2 separate regions of the Zea mays genome follow, and region 2 is linked to region 1. A link is a contact called in public Hi-C data. All regions are on one chromosome and are shown on one strand. Each heading gives the region's core, a stretch centred on a gene start, on an enhancer-like site or on the middle of the called end of the contact. The rest is flanking DNA. Distances are from core to core; before and after follow the strand shown.

What was found. Hi-C and Micro-C count contacts between places; a contact is called where the count stands out from the background.
Region 2: a Hi-C map of leaf shows a contact between it and region 1, with 5 times the contacts expected there. The contact joins the promoter of LOC103641219 here to the promoter of LOC100194104 in region 1. A contact is called at or near these places in 9 of 25 Hi-C or Micro-C datasets (bundle sheath, ear, endosperm and 5 more).

What each region holds. Positions count from the first base shown.
Region 1 is chr10:73,841,213-73,846,654 of Zm-B73-REFERENCE-NAM-5.0, reverse strand. LOC100194104 reads right to left here and starts at 2,784. Exons shown (of 8, transcript NM_001359396.1): 1 at 2,454-2,784; 2 at 2,253-2,335; 3 at 2,069-2,152; 4 at 1,656-1,731; 5 at 229-301; 6 at 62-135. The coding sequence starts at 2,682. It overlaps LOC103641217 (thyroid adenoma-associated protein homolog), which reads left to right and starts at 2,776. Exons shown (of 6, transcript XM_008664579.3): 1 at 2,776-3,041; 2 at 3,199-3,262; 3 at 3,353-5,442. The coding sequence starts at 3,384.
Region 2 is chr10:74,011,223-74,017,485 of Zm-B73-REFERENCE-NAM-5.0, reverse strand. It overlaps LOC103641219 (cullin-3A), which reads left to right and starts at 4,481. Exons shown (of 2, transcript XM_035963397.1): 1 at 4,481-4,829.

The DNA of each region.
Region 1 (5,442 bases), core at 1,535-4,034:
AACTATATTAGTTCTATAGAAAACTTTCATTACCTTTCACAAATGAGATTCAGTTTTATACCCAATGCTATATTGAAGATCTCTGGGGAAGGTTTCTCATATCCGACCTCGGATGACACCACAATGGCATCAAACCTGAAGAGCTCAAGGTCTGTTAACATATAACACATGTAAAAAACATATCATACTGAAGTAATTAAGCAGATAGGGCAATTTATAGGCACTTACATCTCGGAGACATTAAGGTCTTTAAGCAATTTCCGTAGCCTGGTATCGAAGTTAGATACAACAGCGAGCTTAACTGAAATCGAGACACATTAATATCAACCATTCGTGTACTGACGGAGTAAGATTAGAGATGGTAATGGGTACCTGAAACCCGAAACCCGATGGGTAAAAACTCTATTAGGGCACAGGTATGGCGGATTTTGATACCCATGAGTATTTTATTGGGTCATTTGTTATGCTCATCGGGTACGGTGGACGTAAGTATGTCCTCTGTTGCCTCATACCCGCTACCCGATGGGGAACCCGCTAATATATGACACGTGGGTGCGGATTTAGATGTCTCATATAAAATGAATTTGCTCTCAGCCTCTCACTATTTTTGCGTTTCAAATGATCATGTCTATCGTAATGTTAATGGGTATGAGTACCCGATGGGTATCCGTTACCTATGGTGGGTATATGTATGGTGTAATTTTGTATCCATAATGGGTAGTGGGTATGAGTATGGATCAATTTTTTCCTAGTGGGTATGGGTATGGCTTCGTGTGCCCACTATGTACCTTACCCACTGCCATCCCTAAGTAAGATAAGGACATGTACAGTCTAGATACTATGTTGCGGTTATCTAAACACTAGATGTATCTAAGAAACTTCTTCACACAACCCAATATATCTAAGTCTTGTATCTTATTCATTAGAACCCTTCAAAATACGACTCATTTACGTGAGTTGTATGGGTGGAACCGTATCTATACTTAGAAAATCGTGTTAGAGACGTTCCTTCATCAAGATATGTCTCGTGTTTTTTTACTCCTACTCTCTTAATATCCTTTAAAATACAAATCATTTATGTGGGTTGTATATACGCTAAGGCTTTCTCCAACGTCTCCCCCTCCCACTTCCCCTGACAGGATACGGTGTGGGGGTGGGGGGCACGTGCGCGTCCAACGGCGCCCCCGTGCCTCCTCTCGTGCTGGTATGTCAGCCATTTCCCCGTGGCACTAATTGATTGTATTTAATATAAAATTAATCTTTTTTGAGTTTTTGGTAGATAATAATGTGTATTATTACTTTTTTGAGTTTTTAGTAGATAATAATGTGTATTATTACGGTAATGCAAATATGGTGGTATTTTTTAAAACTCAAAAACCAAGGTATAAAAGTCAAATAGCCTAGTTAAAGGATAAAAAAGGAGCTGAATAGAGGAAATGGTAGGAGCGGAGGAGAAATAGGGGGAAGAATAGTTAAGAGGAGGTATTTAAATATGAATAGAAAGTACGAATAGTGGGACTTGAGAGGGGAAATGGTTGGAGATAGCCTAAGGACCAGAATGTGGAGAGGAAGATATTAATTGCAGTAAACAACTGAGAATTGAAAATCAAGATTCAAGAACCGAGAAGGCGAGAACAGAGGAAGTAGCATCTGACCTCCAGCATCCTTCAGCTCACGCAGTGCTGCGTCTGCTCCAGTAGGCAATCGCCAAGCATCTCCATGCGCATAATACTGGAAGAAACAATGATCCATCCATGAGCCACATGGTATGGTTACGAACATTCGACATACCGATAAACCGGAAGCGGAATGCATCCTTCAACTTAGAAAAACTAAATATATTTGAGAGCGGTGAACTTCATCGCCTGGGCTTCTGTTGACTAACAGTATAGTCAGAACATTTGTTCTTGTTCAATTTCGTCATTGTAGTAACTATAGTAAGGTAATAAAAGATAATCAGATACCAAACACTGAAACACTTCAATGCATACTCAAATTCTTCAACCAACCCTGATTCACCAAGAAGTATTCAATCGAACAACCTTAGCGAGAACATGAGGTATACTACCTGATACACTTCTTCGAAATAATCACCATCAGTGCAGTCGGTCGCTTCTGCCACGACAATTCTCCAGAATGGCCGCCCATCTCCCTGCAATTAGTCCAAAACCCAACAAGTCGTCACCTCGAGAGCAACCACGACGCAATTTCAAGCTTTGCAATGCAATTCCTGTGCGTCTCATGACCATTACCTGGTACCTGAGTGTCTTCGGCCATGGCGCGGAGAATGCCCGCTTGAACCCCTCCATGATTCTCTTCTTAGTCTTCGTCACACCTGGACAGCGAACAAAGTCAGGAACATCACGAGACCACACGCCAAACGTTTGACGAAATGCAGAGCACCAGACATGAGGAAAGTACGAGGTGGTGGATTCTTCGGGTTGGAAGCGTACCGTAACGTCGGCCGATGGAGGCATACGTCTCGGCTACCGGCCGCGCAACCTGCAGCAGCGTGCCACCGGCGTCGAGCAGCAGCCCGCGGTACGCCGGTGCCAGCCTGCCGGCCGCAGCGCTCGCTGCCACCAGACGCCGCGCCATGCCTGAGCGGGAAACAGCGCTACTGCGGGCCGCGAATGGGACCGCCGGAGCGCACCGGAGGAGCGCCGCCGCGGCGGGCGGCATCTCCAAGAGGCGTTCGCCGGCGAGTCCGCGGGAGGCACGAGGTCGGCAGGCGCGACGCGCGAATCTCAAAGCACAGGAGGGGTGTGCGGACTGCGGAGGCCTAGGGGTATTTTGGTCAGGTCGACGCGGAAAACACTCTAGCGAGGGGGAAGAGAGAGAATCGCAGGACCAAACCCTAAACCCCCGCTCCCGCCTCCTCTCGCTGCTGCAGCTTGCCGGGAGCTCACGCGGCCTTTGCTTCTCGCTTCTTTCGCTGGCCACCTGATCCCGGTTGTTCTTCGCTGGGCTCCCGAGCCGCTGCACTCGCTGGGTGCTGCCGCCTGCCAGGAGGAGCGGCACGGCCGTCTACAGGATTAAAGGTTATTTGTTTGCCTGCCTCCCTGTTATCGCCGCATATGAAATCTCTGATAGCTTGTTTACGCTATCTGTAGACTGTAGTAGAAGGCGTGCTCTAATTCAGCCCAAGTAGTTCGTACTCGTGAAAATCTACTGAACTAACGTTGTGTGGTTTGTTAGGGAGGGAAGGTTTGTGGTTTAAGTTCCCGGAGGAAGACTTGTGGCGGAACTGTACTGACTTCAGGTGAATCATTCGGCTTATGTATGCCTGTTTAAGAGTCCAGTGTGGTTCTGCTGGAGGTTTCAGTTTTGTTTGTTCATTATCATCCTTCAGATTGAAGTCAAGGAGCTAATTTGGGGGAAGAATGTCTTCAAAGTGGCGGTCACTGCAGCATCGGCACCGGTACACCTACACCTCCATTGTGTTCCCGAAGCATTACCTTGAGGCCCTAACTCTCGTGCCAGCTGAGATCTCCTCATCCAATTTCTTTGTCCGATTGAGCAACTTGATTTCCCTGACCTCCACTTACTCCCAAGTTGTTGTGGTCAAGGATCTTGCCTCGGCATATGTGCAGTTTCTGTCCACTACAGGGACTCCTGATGAAGCAGTGCTCGCTGCCACAAAGCTTTATTTGGAGATCCTCTTTCTTGAGAATTCCCTCCCTCTCCACCGGACACTCATATCAGTGCTTGCCAAGTGCAAGAAATTCTCCACAGTGATCAGTGGGTGTTTTGCCTTGCTCTGTGAGGAGTATGGTGGCTCTGGTAGTAAGGCAAAGAAGAGATTTATGGTATCTCGAGCAGCCTTGTCGCTTATTGGGTACCCAAAGTTGGGATTTTTGGATGAGGCAGTAGAGAGGTGTGCAGAGATCATGGCACTGGATGTTGTTGATGGGCTTGATGGAGTGACAAAAGACATTGGTGAAGGGTCACGGCCATCTCCAGTCGTGATGGAGCAGTGCCAGGAGGCCATGTCTTGCATGTACTACTTGCTGCAGAGGTACCCGTATAAGTTTATTGGCCTTGACAAGGCGTCAAGTGTCTTCAAGAGTGCTGTCAGGACAATACTATCTGTTCTTAAGTCATCTGCCTTTTCAAGGGATTGCCTGGTGGCCTCTGGAGTAAGCTTCTGTGCGGCAATTCAGGTTTTCATGAGCACAGAGGAGATTTCCTGGTTCATTTCTCAAGGTCTATTTGGCATCTATGCAAATCATGAAGATAGAAAAAATCAGTCTGTGCACAATGTATTTTCGGACTTTGATCTGTGTGAACAAATCAGAGACCTTTCAGTGTTGAGTAGACTTTGTCTACTAAGAGGGATTTTGACATCTATTCCAAGGACAGTACTCAACATGCACCAACTTCATTCCAGTGGACCTTTATGGACTGTTTTATATGATGGAATTTTACCTGAGCTTTGCAAGCATTGTGAGAACCCAGTTGATAGCCACTTCAATTTCCATGCTCTTACAGTGACACAAATATGTTTGCAGCAGATAAAGACATCGGTTTCATCTGATATCACCGACTTCTCTGGGGACTATAAGCCTTTTTCAAGAGATGTTGTCAACCGTATATTGGGAATCATATGGCGCAACCTGGAAGATCCTTTGAGTCAGACAGTAAAACAGGTGCATTTGATCTTTGATCTCCTATTAGATATTGAACTATGTATTGCATCAGAAGACCGTGAACATAACAACAACTTGTTCCTTTGCAATGTTGCAAATGATTTACTTCGCTTAGGTCCACGATGCAAAGGGAGATATGTCCCTTTAGCTTCTTTGACAAAGCGATTGGGTGCCAAATCTCTTCTAACATTGAAATCAAATCTGCTTTCAGAAACAGCTTATGCGTACATAGATGATGATGTTTGTTGTGCTGTCACCACATTTTTAAAATCCTTCCTGGAGACTTTAAGAGGTGAATGTTGGAATGACGATGGTGTTGAGCTAGGATATGATGCCTTCAGAGCTTTGTGCTTGCCTCCTTTCATGCGGGGACTTGTATCTGGAAATTCAAAACTACGTTCTAACTTAAATACTTATGCTTTACCTGCTCTAATTGAAGTTGATGCAGAGAGCATATTCACAATGCTTGGATTCATCTCCATTGGCCCTAGCACAAATGAAACTAAACTAGATGTTGTTTTGAAAAATGACCAGTGTATAGCTGCACTGGTTTCTCTGCTTAAGGTCTCACGGAATCTGGCTCTTGTTGAAGGGGACATTGATTTAGATCCTGATGAATTGTCACAGATTCAGCAGATGGATAGTAAGGGTGCTGCAGTTATATCTGTTAAAGGGATTAAAGTTACAGTTCCTTTTAATTGGTTTGCTTTGGCACTGACACACAGTGATGAAAGTCTCCGTATAGATGCAGCTGAATCCCTCTTTCTAAATCCAAAGACATCAAGTCTTCCAT
Region 2 (6,263 bases), core at 3,232-5,731, 170 kb before region 1:
AAGACCTCGAAGGAGTCAAACCACTCCTCCGAGGCCTCAGGGGCTACACCCGGCGGGTGCGCTCGCGCGCACCCGCCAGAACGAAACGCAACCGAGAAAGGTCGGTCCCCTTGCAAAAAAAGTGCGACAAAAGCCTCCAAGCGAGTATCAACACTCCCTTCGAGGCTCGGGGGCTACTGTCGGGGACCATAATTAGGGGTACCCCCAAGACTCCTAATCTCAGCTGGTAACCCCCATCAGCACAAAGCTGCAAAGGCCTGATGGGTGCGATTAGGTCAAGGCTCAGTCCACTCAAGGGACACGATCTCGTCTCGCCCGAGCCCAGCCTCGGGCAAGGGCAGCCGACCCCGGAGGATTCACGTCTCGCCCGAGGGCCCCCTCAAGCAACGGACACACCTTCGGCTCGCCCGAGGCCTAGTCTTCGCAGAGAAGCAACCTTGGCCAGACCGCCACGCCAACCGACCATATCGCAGGAGCATTTAATGCAAGGATGGCCTGACCACCTTATCCTGACGCGCGCTCTCCAGTCGACAGAGCCGAAGTGACCGCAGTCACTTCGTCGCTCCTCTGACCGACCTGACAAGAAAACAGCGTCGCCTGCGTCACTCCGACTGCTGTGCCACTCGACAGAGTGAGGCTGACAGCAGCCAAGTCCGGCCTCAGGCGCCATAGGAAGCTCCGCCTCGCCCGACCCCAGGGCTCGGACCCGTCTCGGCCTCGGAAGACGACAAACTCTGCCTCGACCAACCCCAGGGCTCGGACTCAGCCTCGGCTCCGGAAGACGATGAACTCCGCCTCGCCCGAGCCCAGGGCTCGGACTCTGCCTTGGCCTCGGACGACGGTCTTCGCCTCGCCCGACCCGGGGCTCGGACTCGACCTCGACCTCGGAAGACAGACTCGACCTCGACCTCGGAGGAGCCTCCGCCTCGCCCGACCCAGGGCTCGGACCGACCACGTCACAGGAGGGGCCATCATTACCCTACCCCTAGCTTGCTCAGGCTACGGGCGACAAGACCGGCGTCCCATCTGGCTCGCCCCGGTAAACAAATAATGATGGCGCCCCGCGTGCTCCATGACGACGGCGGCTCTCAGCCCCTTACGGAAGCAAGGAGACGTCAGCAAGGACTCGACAACCCCGACAGCTGTCCTTCCGCAAGGCTCCAGCGCTCCTCCGACGGCCACGACATCACATGAACAGGGTGCCAAAACCTCTCCGGCTGCCACGACGACATGTACTTAGGGCTCTAGCTCCTCTCTGCTAGACACGTTAGCACGCTGCTACATCTCCCATTGTACACCTGGGCCCTCTCCTTACGCCTATAAAAGGAAGGTCCAGGGCTCTCGTACGAGAAGGTTGGCCGCGCGGGAGGACGGGCCGACGCGTATAAGGCTCTCGCTCTCTCCCACGCGGACGCTTGTAACCCCCTACTGCAAGCGCACCCGACCTGGGCGCAGGACAACACGAAGGCCGCGGGTTTCCCCTTTTTGCCTGTCTCCTTTTTTCCCCTTCGTGCTCCGTCTCGCGCCGACCCATCTGGGCTGGGACACGCGGCGACAATTTACTCGTCGGTCCAGGGACCCCCCGGGGTCGAAATGCCGACAACGGCAGTCCTTGACGATGAGGAACAAGTTGAAGAGGTTGTGGCGCTGTCTGTTGTCGTCGTCACTAGCCGTGGTACTCAAAGCTCGTTGCACAATCAAGGCCTTATAGGTCTCGGTCGCTGTTGTACCAAGAACCTCTTCATCACCATCATAAGTCTCTGCAATGTTAGCTCCAACAGTATCTTTATCTTCAACATCAGAAGCACTAACATACCCACCATCATCAGTAGCAATGTATGCCCGTTTGCTGGGGCAATCTCGCTGAATATGGCCAAGTCCCTGGCAGCGGTGGCACTTGATGTCGGAGGAGCGGCCTGTGGAAGAGGTGGTCGTAGCAGGTTTTGCTGCAACACCCGAAGGTACAGTGGAAGATGTGGACGTCCGTACGCCCTAAGATGATGACGCCTTGGCTGGCGCCGGTGGATGGCATGGAGCGAAAGTGCTGCTCCTCCGTTGTTGACGACCCTGCAATTCTTTTTCTGCCAACATAGAAAGATGGAACAAGCGTTGTATAGAATGATATTCTTTATAATCAACAATATCCTGAATCTCCCGCCTCAATCCCCCATAAAAACCGAACCATTTGATCCTCTGGATCCTCAACTACCCCACATCATAGCATACCTTTCTGAAGCTCTTGGTAGTATTCCTGTACCGACATGTCTCCCTGATCTAAGCGTTGCAATTTTTTTCGAAGATCACGTCTATAAGAAGGGGGAACAAAGTGAGCTCGCATCTCCTCTTTTAACACATTCCATGTTTGTGGTGCAGCACGTGTGTTAACAAGTTCATTCCACCAAATGATAGCAAAATCTCTAAATTCACTAGTGGCTTGTCTAACCCTATGCTGCTCAGGAACAAGATGGGAATTAAATTTTTGTTCTGCCGTCATCTCCCAGTCTAAGTAAGCTTTAGCATCATAAGAACCCATGAACGGTGGAATAGAGAACTTAATCTTAGCAAATGGATCATGGTCTGGTTCAGGATTATGATGACGACGTCTACCATTACCTCCCATACCTTGTCGATTACGTGCGAGGTGTTGTCGCAGCGGTGCATAAACATTGTCGTCATCGTCGTCGTCGTCCACAGGAGAGTGAGCTAGGGCTGGAGTTGGTGGTGGGGGACGAGCCTCCAGTACGTCCATGCGTGTAACAAGTTCAACAACTCGTCGATCAAGCTGCTCATAGGATGTCGAGGCAGAGTCCTGATATTTAAGCTTCAGTCATCGCGCACATCATCTCCTTCAATTCTATCTGAGAGACACACTCATCGTCGTTAAGCTTAGGCCCCTTGTCCTTGTCCATTTGATTCTTTGGTCCTGTCATTGTTAGCACAAAACAGAGACAAAAAGGAAACAAACAATGTGAACCCTACAACTATCTCTTAGGGTGGTGGTGGTGGTGGAATACAAATTATAAAGCGTCTTACCCCGCTCTTACAACGTTCTTACCAGCACTGCAGGTGGCAAACGGTGACCGGTGTGACTGTCCAACGAACGTGGGTGTGATTGCAAAGGAGTACCTGTTCTGCTCGAGAGAAAACTGGAGTTCTGGGAAGGCTGACTATATATATGTATGTGTATATATATATATATATATGGGGCACACAAGTCAGTAACAGATAGCAATGCTGAATAAGTGTTCCAAGTACTCGTCCTAGTTGCTGGCCTAGAAAATGTAATAGAACAGTTGGACCAAAGCACAAGAAAGGAGGTACAAGTATCTAGTAGAAATGACAGTTATGTAAATAGAGCAGATTTTTTTAGCACTAGTAGAAATCAAAAGCGCGTTTCCAAAGGAGTACCAACAAAAGAGCTCGAAATATTCTGAATTTTTTATCACTGATCCAAAATCACAAAGGATGGAAGCACACAAAATTTCACTTGAAACAGAGTTGTATTGTGACCTAGAGAAATTCACAAAGGATCTCTGAAATTCCTGAAAACACTTAAACAATTTTTTTAATTATCTTCCCGATTTTTTTGAATTTTTTGACCGAACCAAACAGGCCGAACCTCGCCGTCCCTGCGCACGCACGGACCGTCTGACTCATCAGGCATGGGACCCGAGCCCTGTGCCAGATCGCGGACCGTCCGCGCCTGGGCAAAGAACACCGTCGTCAGTTCTCATCGCAGTGATTGGTGCCCGAATCAGCGCCAACAAGTTCATTCAAAATAAAAATAAATGATGGTTACACATGGAGGTTATGGGAATGGATTGTTCTCAGCTTCTGATTAATGTCGATGTATGTCGTTTGCTATCTCTTATGTCCCTTTTTTCTTCTTACCTTAGGGTGTGTTTGGTTGCGGAGTGGAGGAGAATAAAACGACTTCATTCATATTTTCTAGATGTCTGGTTTCCAATAAAAGAAGAGCGGAACAGCTCCTAGAATCTACGTATTAAAATTTACCATAAATAGTTGAAATGCTCCCACTCCACTAAAATGACCGGATGCGAGCACTTTTCTGGACACGAGCGCTCTCCTCCCTCTTCTCCCTCTACACTTATGTGACTATTCAACCAAACAAAGAACAACTCTACTCTATTTTCCTTTTCAACCAAATAAAAATAGAGTGACTCTATTCTGTCAAACGCAGAATAGAACGTCTTTATTCTCAAAAACTAGAATAGAGCCTAATCCTGGTGCATGCAGTTTACTGGCTCTTATGGTCTCGTTTTTTTCTTACTTACTCAATGGGGAATGATGATGTAGATGCAATATACTGTATTTTATATTAACTAATATATAATATTTATGTAAAATTTGAAATCCAATAATCGAATTTGACATTGCGTACAGGTTGCGCAGCATACACTAGTGTAATTTTTTTATCGAGCCCCTAAAAACCCTCCAAAAGACAATATAAAATGTGGTTACATGCCATCCTTTTCCAGCCCTTTCCGACTTTCCGTCACCTCCCTTCAGACAACGGAACCCTAGCCTGCTCCCCACTCCCCCACCAGACCACCACCTCGCCGGAACCCCGGCGCCTCGCCCGGAGCACGTGGTTATCGCCCCCCGTCGGCCGCGGCTGCGGTGTAGCGGAGAAAGATGATGAACGGCGGCGGCGGCCAGAAGAGGCGGAACTCGAAAATCATTCCCTACGAGTACCGCGTTGAGTCCGACCCCAAGTTCTTCGACAAGTCGTGGCGGAAGCTCCATGATGCCATCCGTGAGATCTACAACCACAACTCCATGAGCCTCTCCTTCGAGGAGCTCTACAGGTTAACATTGCGCGCCCGCCTCCGGTTCCCCGACTTTTCGGTTGCCGCCCTGTTCCATGCGCTTAGGTCGCGCTGTATGATCGCGGATGATTCGGATAGATAGCGGCCATGAATGGACTGATTGCTGTGCTGATTGCTGATATGTAATTTTCCATTTTTTAATTTATAGTCGATCCTCCTGTGGGCTTGTATGCATCTTAGATGATGACATGCGAATGTTTGTGAATAGATTGATCTTGATTCATATGTCTTATTATTAGTGTAGTAGGGCTTATCCTGTAACCATAATTTGTCAACATGATATTATGATCTTTTATTGTTGGTGCATGCTTGCTCATGTCCTTATTTTTGTGTGCTATTGAATTTTGGTAGTTGCTCGAAGCCTTTAGGCCATTTGCAGCGTCATTCTCTGGGTCTCGCCATTAAATGCTTAAACTATTGGAGATCTTGTTTTGATTCCTTGTTATGCAAGTAAGGAAATTCGGGTTTGGACGTTGGATGCTTCTGTTTTAACTTCTGGGCTACATATACATACCCCAGAGCTGAACCCTGTGGCGGACGCAGAACAAAATTCTAGGTGGGGCCGACAGTGCAAAAGACAAATTATCGGACTAGACTACTAGTTAAATGTAGATTGATGATAATAACATGAATGTTAAATGATAACATCTAGTTTTTACAAAATGATATGAATACCAAAAAAGACCTTTTTGGCTACCTAAAGGAGAGCTAGAGAGAGAAAATAGGTGGACTGGCTGAGGACGAGGCGTTGGGGTGGAGCAGCCGTATCGACGCGTAGTTGTGGTGAGTCATCGAATTTGACGTGAGATGGCGTCGGTGAGACGACGACAGGTGGGAGGAGCGAGTGCAGGAGGCGAGGTAGCGATAGATGACGGTGACGGCAAGCGACAACCATTGCCGTGTTGCAACGGCGTGGTGGGACCCTAATAAGTTAGCGAGGTATAGGTGATGCCACGGTCCCAACAACAGCTTGCCCATCTGCTGGTGTGGACTAGGAGGCAAAGTATCAGTGTTGTGTGCAGGATCGCGACGAGCTGACGAGTGATGAGAAGGCAAGGTGGCGCTGCAGTGGGTGGGTTAGGTCACCAACTTACTGGTCAGTCGATGACCGAAGAAGCGAGTGAGCCACGAGTGGGCTTGCGCTAGGGAAGAGAATCGAATGGCTCAGGTGGAGAGTGGACTGAGCAGTGAAGCATCGAGAGAAAAAACATCAAAACCTAGTTTTCATTAGATTTGTCCACACTTACTATACAAAAGTTTGTTTATTTCGCTGTATACCTAAAAAAAATGAGGTGGGGCCATGTCCCACCTTGCCCACCCCTTAGATCCGCCCCTGGCTGAACCGACGAGAACTGCCATCTAGACTTACATAAATATTATTTATTATCTAGAGAACTCCCTTAACAATCTTGT